3 separate regions of the Mus musculus genome follow, and all the other regions are linked to region 2. Evidence: chromatin contacts called from public promoter capture Hi-C data. All regions are on one chromosome and are shown on one strand. The core of a region is the stretch at or near the end of the contact, and the rest is flanking DNA. Distances in the headings are between cores, read along the strand shown.

Region 1 (3,421 bases), core at 483-2,982, 550 kb before region 2:
TAAATGAAAGGAAATTCCAAGCTTCAAACTTGAAAAAGTCACTGCTAAAAAACAATATGGGTTGCCAGCACTGCAGTATACCAGGAAGCAGAACTGCCTTTAATTAGTAAGATATTTTCCAGAAATAGATTTTATTAAATTTTAAAACCCTCTCAAACAAGCAAGTGAATACACTATATTAACAGTCTAACATGAGGGCTACATACAGAGGTAGAGCACTGGCCTAGGATCCAGAGCTGCCTTTCCCAGCACTGCAAAAAATACACAAACAGATATGCTTCCATTTGAAAAGCACTTCCTTAAAGGAAATGCAATAATCTTCCAAGTTATACATAAAAATCATTTTGAATCAACTATTTCCTATATACTTGGCCAACAGGCACACCTTAAATGTCAAAGTCTTTTGTCTAACAAGTTTCTTCCCCAAAACATATGGGTCGGTCTCTTTCAGCTGCTCAGAACACTTCTAACAAGAATCGAAACTAAAACTCATAAAAGCCCCCAAGTGTCAGGAACTGCTCTGGGGCCTAGACACTACTCATGTTTTAATTATACTAAAAAAAAAATTTAGCAAAAAACTTAAATCAATAAATCCTGTATAAACCCCCAACAATGTATTGGAGTCATCAAAATGACAGACGTCTTGAATAATACAAATTACTGCTCAAATCTAAAACAATCCCAAACCGTTAAAATTTTACTAATTTGGCTTGTTTGCAAGGAAAAAGGAAATTCACCTTAGTAATCCTACAAGCTGTGCACTGAAAAAACTATAACCAATTACACCAGATAAATTGTGGGTATGGTGGATCATAACTTGCAAGTGCCTTTTTTTTTTCCTAATCCTAGCTTTTCGGGGGTAGGGGTATCCTTCTGAGAATTTTTGTCTTTAAAGCCACTGACTCACGAAAATATTCCCAGGCCACTGCTCACTCCAACCCTGAGCATTAATTCTTCTAAGACTTTACAAATTTAGAAACCTTCCAATTCAAGCCTTCCTATAACGCACGGCATAGCGTTCCCTAGCATCCTGGCGTGGGCAGCAGCAGGTCCCCGGTCATTCCGCTTTGGAAAGGAGTTGTTCTCCCGCGGCTCGGAGATGGGGATGTGGGAAGATCTCGGGCTGGATAAGGCAGGGATGGGAGGGAAGCGCAGGGGAGGGAGGGCAGCGGAGAGGACCGCGGGAGGCGGATGGGCTGCGGGGTCTGGGAGGAGAGGCATGACGAGGGCCGCGGCAGCCATCCCCGGGAGCCTCTTCAGGGGCCGGGCAGACGTCGCTGACGCGGCGGCTTCGGGAAGGAAACCCGGTGCCCGTCCGGCCTCACCTGCAGGGTCACCTCCCGGGGGTCCCAGTGCGGCCGCAGGTGCCGCAGCAGGCTCAGGGCGCCGTCGCGGCAGCGCTGCTCCTCCTGGTCCTGCACCGTCACGTCGAGCTTCGGCACCTCGGGCGAGCCGGGCGGGACGTGGATGTAATTGGCCATGGCCCAGGCGACGGCGGACACGACCACGACGACCACGGCGACGGCGACCACGAGCGCGGCGGGCGCCGGCAGGCTGCTGGACCCTTCCGTCCCGGGGCGCCCTCGGCGGAGGGCTGCGGCCGCTCGGACGCACGGGCGGGCGGCGGGGGCAACCGGGCGGCCGGACGGGGTGCGCAGTGCAGAGACGCGGAGGCACGGCCGCTCTCGGGAAGATGCCTCAGTGCGCTAGACCGCGGGCGGCCGCGAAGCATGCCGGGACTGGCCTGACGCTAGCGTCACGCCGGGGGCGGAGCCTCGGCTGCGTCAGGCGGCTGGCGGGGTGGCGAACCCCGCGGCACAATGGGCGGGCCTCGGGGCTCTTGGGGATCGGGGTCTCGGGGAGCGCGCACCGCCAGGCACTCCGCTACTGTGGGGTTGGCTGGGCTCCTGCACCCGAAGGAGTCCGAGCGCGGCCGAGCCCAGCCGGAGCGCTTACGAGCCTTGCCGAACACTGCCGAGCCCTGCCGGAGCACTGTCGAGCTTTGCCGAGCCCTACCGGGGCTCTAACGAGCCTTGCCCGAGCGCTACCGGAGCCCTACCGAATTCTGCCGAGCTCTGCCGGAGCGCTGTCGAGCTCTGCCGAGCCCTTTCGAACTCTACCGATGAGCTGTGGAGTGCTACCCAGCCCTGTCAGGAGTCAAGGAAGCGTCACCTTTCTAGATCACTAGGGTCGTGGGCTCTGCTTACTTAGGGCTGACGTTCTTACGGGACGCAGAAGGCACGTCCTGAAATAACCCTAAATTTAAGCTGTGAGCTTAGCCTGGCCTCAACCGGCCAAGCTGGATTAATTTGCTCGCCTTGTTCCTGAAGCTGTGTGCACAGAACTACATGCTTGCTTGGTTCAGCAACCCAGTTCCCTTTGACGGTACATAGAAATCACAGTATTTGGGGCAAACTTTACGTAAAGTGAGAGTAAACCGGTGACAGTGGTGTGATGACCTATACCTGTCCTAGTTCTCAGGTGCCTAAGGCAGGATTGCCACGAGTTCCAAACCAGCCGGGCTACATAGTGAGTTCCAGGTTTGCCCGGGATATACTTAGTCATCAGCCGACCGATAATAGACGACTGAAACACTCATTTTAAGGGTCAGATAGTTGACGTTGCTGAGAATTATTCAAAGCCGGTTATATAAGGTAGAGACTCGGAGGGAATTGGAAGGAAAGAAAATTAGATCTGTCATGCTAAATCATAGCGCGTCCTGGGACTCGCACGGCTACATGAAACCTCCTGTATCAGAAAGGCTCTGCTCTTTGCTTGTTAGAGAAATACTGGCAACCGGATCATCTACAAGTTTTTGGTCCGCCCTTGTGCTTTCCTTTTATGACGGAGACAATGGAGGTGACTTTCACCTTGACTTCTGGCCTCCCCGGGGCTGAGTACAAGTGAATAACTTGTGAATGATCAAATGTTGTATTACCCATTAGCACACATTTATGTTCTCATTGTTCTGAATGAGGCTACATACCTTTGTAAGTCACAAATAAGTCTGAGATAATGATAAACTTCCTACACTAAAAAGTGGGAAATCCACTCCTGCATTTTTGCAACATTGTAAATTTATTGACCATTTTCCAGACTTGAGTATGTGTTTTTAAAAACCACTATGTAGCCCAGCAGTGGTGGTGAACGCCTTTAATCCCAGCACTTGGGAGGCAGAGGCAGGCATTTCTGAGTTCGAGGCCAGCCTGGTCTACAAAGTGAGTTCCAGGACAGCCAGGGCTACACAGAGAAACCCTGTCTTGAAAAACTCAAAAAAAAAAAAAAAAAAAAAAAAAAAAAACCACTATAGAATGCCCTACTTTCAGTACCCTGAGCGCACCCACACACATACACGCACACACACACACACACACACACACACACACACGGTAAGGGGAGTATTACAGGACACACTAGATTA
Region 2 (3,171 bases), core at 568-3,067:
ACCTAGCACAGTGTCTTCCTTGCTGTGGAGAAAGGATGCTTAGATGCAAATATAGCCGATATTCCTCTAGCAAGCAAGTCTACCTGGCACGTTCCTGGCAAGCATGGAAATGTGAGCCTTACAAAGACCACAGTTTGTTCTCACTGTTGCTGTGAATCCTAGGGCCTCAGAGGGCATTCTGTCTTCTAGCTCCTCACTATAGTCACCCCTCCTAAGGTCACGTGGAAGACAGACACGCTCCTTGGACTGTTCAGTCCCAAGCCATGGTGTTGCCATTCTTTGACATAGGTCCCCCTGGACGTGGCATTTAGTTCAAGGCTGCATAACTCAAATTGAAGTAATGGTTTGGCTCTTACTGCTAAACTCTGATCGTTGTAGATCAGACACTGCTGTCTCACCAAATTATCTCTCTGGCTTGGCATACTAGAATGGTCAGATTGATTGGAGAGATACCAAGTATCTGCTTTATATTGGCCTGTATGGACTCTGATGGTGGGCCAAATGTACCCCGCCCAGGACTTCTTCGTTCTTTGATACAAGTGATGAGTTATTTAAAAGTTTTGCAATTTTACTGGAAGATTTTACAGGAATGGGGGGATTCTTTTAGCAAGTAGGGCTCACTAGTGAGTGGGTCAGTAATTCCTTACAAAATGACCTATAGATGGCTTATGTCAGAACAGCTGTGGCCACAGGGAGGAAAGAAGCTAACTCAGCTGGGTATGGCACCAACTTTCAAACCAGTTGCTTGTCAGCTCTGTTTTGTCTATTATTTAAGGAAAGTGATTACAAAGTCAGGATATGTTTGTTACGTAGAAGAGATATGTTTCTTTTTCTTTTTAGTGTGTATGTGTGAAATCATACCCAGGATGTTCAAGTGCTTAAGGGTCTTCTTAACTTTTAAAACAAACTTTCTATGGCATATATTCATTGTACATGGTAGTGCAAGGGGTTGGAAGTATAGGGTGAGACGTGCTCACACAGGACATACGCTTGTTGAAGGTTATTGCTAGTTCTGCTAGTAAAGTAAGCCACACAGAATTGTGTTTGATCATGTTGAGCAACAGGGATGAGCCTAAGTTTCCCATGGACATCTGATGTCTCTCCATCACCACGACTATTAGGGTGAGAAATCTCCCAACCCTAGAGGATGGAGGATTTTCTCTGATGCCACTCAGAGTATTTACAGTGCCTTGTTCACCCTCAAAACCCAGCTTCACCCCTAAAGCTATACCAAGACAATCTTTTCTGTGCTCTGGGAAGCCTGGCTTGACCCTTCCCTCTCCCCACCCTCTGTCTCTATTCAGATCACCCAAAGTAAATCTCCTTCGCTTTCACAGGGTCACTGCAAACAGACCCTGTGCTGTGCCAGCCATCTGTGAGAAGATCCCTCTATCTTCTGCTCCTTGGCACCCTACTTTCTTTCTTTGGTTAAAAAAAAAAAGAGCCAAAGAAAAAGAATATATTTGAAGGGATATATTTACCTGTTGTAAATGTATGGTTTTCTGTCTCCATTGGTTCTCATCCAGCCCAGCTCAACATCATTTGGAAAAATGAAATAAATGCCTCAAACACAGGTAGAACATACTGTGATTTCTGTAGCCCGGATGGCATAGGCCAAGTCTCACAACATTGGATCCATCAATACTGTGGTGACTTTTAATGAAGAGTTGTCATCGCAATGGCTTCTTTTCATAGCTGTAGCATGAAAATGGAGCAAACACTTGCCCTCTTGGACTCTATCCAGAACTCAGCAGAGCAACTCTGGAGTCCACTCGCCTGTCACGCATCCCATCCATGTGTCACTCTGTTACAAACCATTCAGTAGTTAACAGTGACTGGCTTTTTCTAATTCTCCTGTTAGGTGACTAACATTGTGGTGTCTTTGTTTTCTGTAGGCATGAAACCAGATTCAAGCAACGCATGCTGGAGCTGACAGACACGAACAACATTGCCTACTTATTTCTCTCAGCAGCCAACAGATGGCTGGAGGTCAGGACGGTACGTTCATTATGTTCCTTGTGCGATTTCGTAATGGAAACCAAACAGACAGGAGGCTTCGCGTGGAGAGGCAGATGTTTGGTGGAACTAGCCTTCTACGGAGAGTCAGGACCAGGCCTCCATTGACTGGACTTTAAAATAGATCAGGTTTGGTTTTGTTCCAAATGAAATTTATTTTCATGTTGTAGCTAATCACACACACACACACAAAAATGCCCCCAAAGCAAAAATCACTCTGTGTTCTCTATACCCTCCGAACTACCTAAGTTCACAGGATAGTAAATATTTATACAATGCCATTTTTTTTTTGTAAGACAAGTGACCAGGTACACTGATGTCCTTCACTGATCCAGACAAGCTTGTAAGGGAAGGTGGATTTTTTTGTTTTAAGCCAATGGAGGGTTACGTTAGTACAAAACTGTCAGCCACTAAGTCATCTACTGCTGTCTTCTCTCCTGTGTGACACACAGGAATAAGCACAGACTCTGGCACAGTATGGACTTCATGTCCCAGATTAAGTTCTTGCTGTGCCAGATCCCTCTTCACTTATAAAGTAAGAATAAGAACATGTACCTCATGGACGTGTCCCTAAAATAACAATGAAGGCGCCGGAATTGCCCTAGTATGCAAGTCTAGCTTGATTTGTTGCTGTGATAAAATATGCTATCAAAACACAAGTGAGGGAAGAAAGGGGCTTATCTCAGCTTACAATTCCTGCTTAGCCTCCCTCATTGTGGGAAGTCAAGGAAGAAACTTTAAAGAACTAGTCCTATCATAACCACCGTCAAGGGCAGAGGGAGAGAGAGAGAGGGAGAGGGAGAGAGGGGGGGGGGGGCAATACAATCTCACGCACTTGCTTCCTCTACTCTTACACCCCCTGCCTAGGGGGTGGCACTGCCCACAGTGGTATAGGACTTTCTACATCAATTAACTTAATGGACACAGTTTCCCACAGACATGCCCAAGGACTACCCAGTGTAGATAACCCCTCACTGGAACTCTCTAGCCAGGCGACTGTAGGGTTTGTCAAGTTAATCTAAGTCCCTGCTGTAGATTATTTGTATCTCCAACCAGATGCAGATTTAAAAAAAAAAAACAAAACAAACCCATAACCAGAGAAGGTAGATGATATAAGAAGTTTAAAGGGGTCAAAATGAAGACTCCCAAGTTCAA
Region 3 (3,317 bases), core at 720-3,219, 760 kb after region 2:
TGCATAAAATATGTGAAGCATGTTAGGTTGATGTTTATTATTTATTAGGTATCGTCTTCTATGATGTCCAACTTTATCAATATAATGCACCATCTAAATGATATCAGAGCTGTCTTTCCAATGTAGCAGCAATCCTTTAGGAACAAAGATTCTTTTAGACACTTCTTGTATGTTACTCAACTGAAAAGCACACGTCACAGGGGGAGTTCAAAGTATCATTTTGATCAGCAATGCGGTAGCTTATCTCTTTTGGCAAGTAGATTTCTTGGCAGCAAGCCTCCAAACACTTGGTCTTTTCCTTGCGGACAGACTGTGCTCTGTGAAGATCTGATGACTTTCTACAGTGATACCGTAGGGCTGAATTCATGAATCTCACTCAATAAAGAAACCAATGGATGTGATAGCAAACCCTAGTGTTTAGTGTCACTCAGAGATGTGAGTGTAGGAACTGAGAGCTGCAGAAATATGCAAGGATCTGATCTAAGTCAGAGCACTGAGGACTTAAGTCTATTATGCAGGAGCAAATAGCTGCAATTAATTAATGTTGCTTGTGCACCCATTTTATAATAGGAATTAAGCATATTTAATTATGCAGTGAGGATTATAGCTAACTTGATCAGTGTTTATCTGGTCTTCCATCAATTTTCTCCCAGGCTCTCTTCATTCTCTATCTCAGAGACCGACATATAAAGCTTAAGCTTGTTATGTTCTCTGTTCGTCAGACTCTGTTAGATTGTTGTTGCTGGGAAACATTTGTGTGACACTGGAATTGTGGGAAATTATTAAAAAACTGAGCCCATCCTAGCTTCCAATGGTGGCTTTATGTCCTCAGGGACACCAGCCTGAATATCTCAGCTCTTTCTCTTCCTGATACAGCCTTTAACGTATTTTCTCACTCTTCTAAGCCTTTGTGACTTTCCTCACATTAAATATTTCTCCTATCTGTTATGAATTCCATCTCCTTCCTTGTACTTTGAGAAAGATAGATGTTGTTTTCATGTATAGAAAGAGAACTGAGTGGTCTGTCTAAACACACACAGATAGGTTGCAAGTAGATCTTCAAATTTGTGGTAATTTTAAACATGCGTGGTTAAACAATTTTACTGAATCCAAATGAAAGATCAGAATGGTTTTGTCTCTGAAATTGATTGAATGATGGCAATTATTACCACTTAATAATCGAATTCTCCCAATAGCTTCTGAGACCTCTTGAGAACAAGTGCAAACTACTCATTTTCAATTTCCTAACAACTACTATTGTGCTTAGAATTTAGTAGCTTAATAAATACTTGTGTATTAAATGAATATAATCATTGCAAACAGGACTTTGCATTAGAAAGCCTAAAGCTGCCTGGTAAGGCTTAGGTCAAAAATGTGACTCAAGTGTGGAACACTGGCTTCTCCTGCAACTATCTCCTCATTCTCTACATATGATTGCTACTAGAAGTGACAGGCGTGCCATTAACAGCTGGCTCTGCTCAAGGCAGAACTCATATTTTGAATTTCCTCTTCTGCTTCTCAGTTTAGATTTAGAACACATCTAAACTGACAAATTGACTAGATTGCTGGTGAAGAAATGGTCTATATGTGCCAGTATTATTTTGCATGGTAAAACCATATGAATGGGCAATTTTCTTGATATCAGATAAGGTTTCTCAGGTACCTGGAATGTAGAAAATAAAATGTGTGTGTGTGTGTGTGTGTGTGTGTGTGTGTGTGTGTGTGTGTGTGTGTGTACTTCTTAACAAGTGAAATTTAGCATTGTCTCCTTTGGTTTCTGATTGGAAGGAGCTGACCAAAATAAAATCACTTGCTAGGAATTAAACAATTCATTGTATTTCCCTAAGTCCTTTCTTGGCAAATCCTTCCTTGGCTTGGTATTGGTTGAAAGCATTTTAGCTGGACAGCACCCAAGAGGCTGTCTCTCACAGTTAGAGGCAATTTGAGGATTCTGAAAATAAGTGCTTTTCGTAGGACTTTTGCTGCTCTGACTTTCCTTTAGTCTCAGCATGGAGAGGACCGTCTTCTAAGGCTCCTTCATGTGTGGACTTCTCACTTGGCTGTGGTAAAGTTTGTTTCCTTAACTCAATAGTGCAGAGTAAATGAAATGAACAGCACGCATTTTCTGATAGTGAGGGTGTGGATATTGAGTGTGAATGAGCATGCTTATTCACTTAGGGCAAAGTTGTACTTTCCTGTGCCTGCGATGTTATTAAGGACCACCAACCAAAGGGTGACAACTCCTGAGGGTTTCTGCTTAGTGAGTGCAGAGAGTCAGTTCTGCGAGGAAGTCACAGTTCTAGAGTTCTGCTTTCTAGGATGCTCACCTACCTACTGAGAAACGCTACCCTGCATTCTCAAAAGAGTAGAGCCGATAGATGTTCCATCATATATCTTTAATAAATAAAACAAACAATGCAAAATGCTTTATATTTGTGGCCAGTATTTCTCCTGTGGGTGCTAAAGAGGGGAACACATTGCATTGCTGACTGCTTAATTAAAAGTGCAATGCCCTGCTTTCATTAGCATTCATGGTTGATTTGTGTTTATCTGTGATACTGTGTGATCCTGGGAACAGGAGTCATTGTTTAAACAACCCTGTGCTAACCAAGGACACTGTTCATGTAGTTATCTGACTCTGTTCACATTTCTCCTTTAGGATCAAAGAGCTCTACAGGGGAATATGGCATGATGCAGTATTGAGTTACACAGGCTTCGTTGAGTCAATGAAACAGACGATTCTTTGCCTTTTTTCCCTCTATAGACATATTTAAAATGCATCTGAAAATATAATTTTTTCAGAGAAAAGGTTGGCACATTAGAAGAAAGTGCAGGATAATTTACTAACATTAAATCCGTTTTCAAGTGCCTGGCTTTGTATGATTTATTTATATTACAGATTCTTGTTTGTAAAACTTCTGAGACAACAAGACTGTTTTGAAAGGAATCTTCAAGGTGGCGATAGAAACTAACCAGGTAATGATTTAGTACTCGTAGAAAAATTACCCTGTAATCTTCTAGGGACTAGACCCACTTTCTCTTGTCCAAAAAATGAAAATGGATATTTAGAATAGTTATATTTTAAGCTACTAAAGAAAGTGAAGATAGCTTTGACATGGGAGAGGAGTAAGTTTGCTCTTACTGATGAGTAGGGTGACTAGCCTGGGCTCAGGAGAAACAGCATAAAGGCTGATGAAAAGTTGCTCTATGGATGACAAAATGAGGCAGGTGTGGAGAGTTGAGAGTGTAATATTTCAGCTATATTCAAAGTAGATTTGGATCATGACTTTGCTCTCTAATGGAAACCTTCCCCTTTC

What was found. Promoter capture Hi-C pulls out the DNA fragments that hold promoters and counts their contacts.
Region 1: a promoter capture Hi-C map of liver shows a contact between it and region 2, with 3 times the contacts expected there. The contact joins the promoter of Etnk1 here to the promoter of 5330439B14Rik in region 2. A contact is called at or near these places in 3 of 39 promoter capture datasets (hippocampal neurons and liver).
Region 3: a promoter capture Hi-C map of embryonic stem cells shows a contact between it and region 2, with 4 times the contacts expected there. The contact joins the promoter of Slco1a4 here to the promoter of 5330439B14Rik in region 2. A contact is called at or near these places in 4 of 39 promoter capture datasets (the 3T3-L1 cell line, embryonic stem cells, liver and 1 more).

What each region holds. Positions count from the first base shown.
Region 1 is chr6:143,165,541-143,168,961 of GRCm38.p6, reverse strand. Etnk1 (ethanolamine kinase 1) reads right to left here and starts at 1,732. Exons shown (of 8, transcript NM_029250.2): 1 at 1,326-1,732. The coding sequence starts at 1,481.
Region 2 is chr6:142,613,241-142,616,411 of GRCm38.p6, reverse strand. 5330439B14Rik (RIKEN cDNA 5330439B14 gene) reads right to left here and starts at 1,817. Exons shown (of 2, transcript NR_037679.1): 1 at 1,482-1,817. It overlaps Abcc9 (ATP-binding cassette, sub-family C (CFTR/MRP), member 9), which reads left to right. Exons shown (of 40, transcript NM_011511.2): 31 at 1,896-1,998.
Region 3 is chr6:141,854,872-141,858,188 of GRCm38.p6, reverse strand. It overlaps Slco1a4 (solute carrier organic anion transporter family, member 1a4), which reads left to right and starts at 1,969. Exons shown (of 16, transcript NM_001355577.1): 1 at 1,969-2,065; 2 at 2,900-2,976.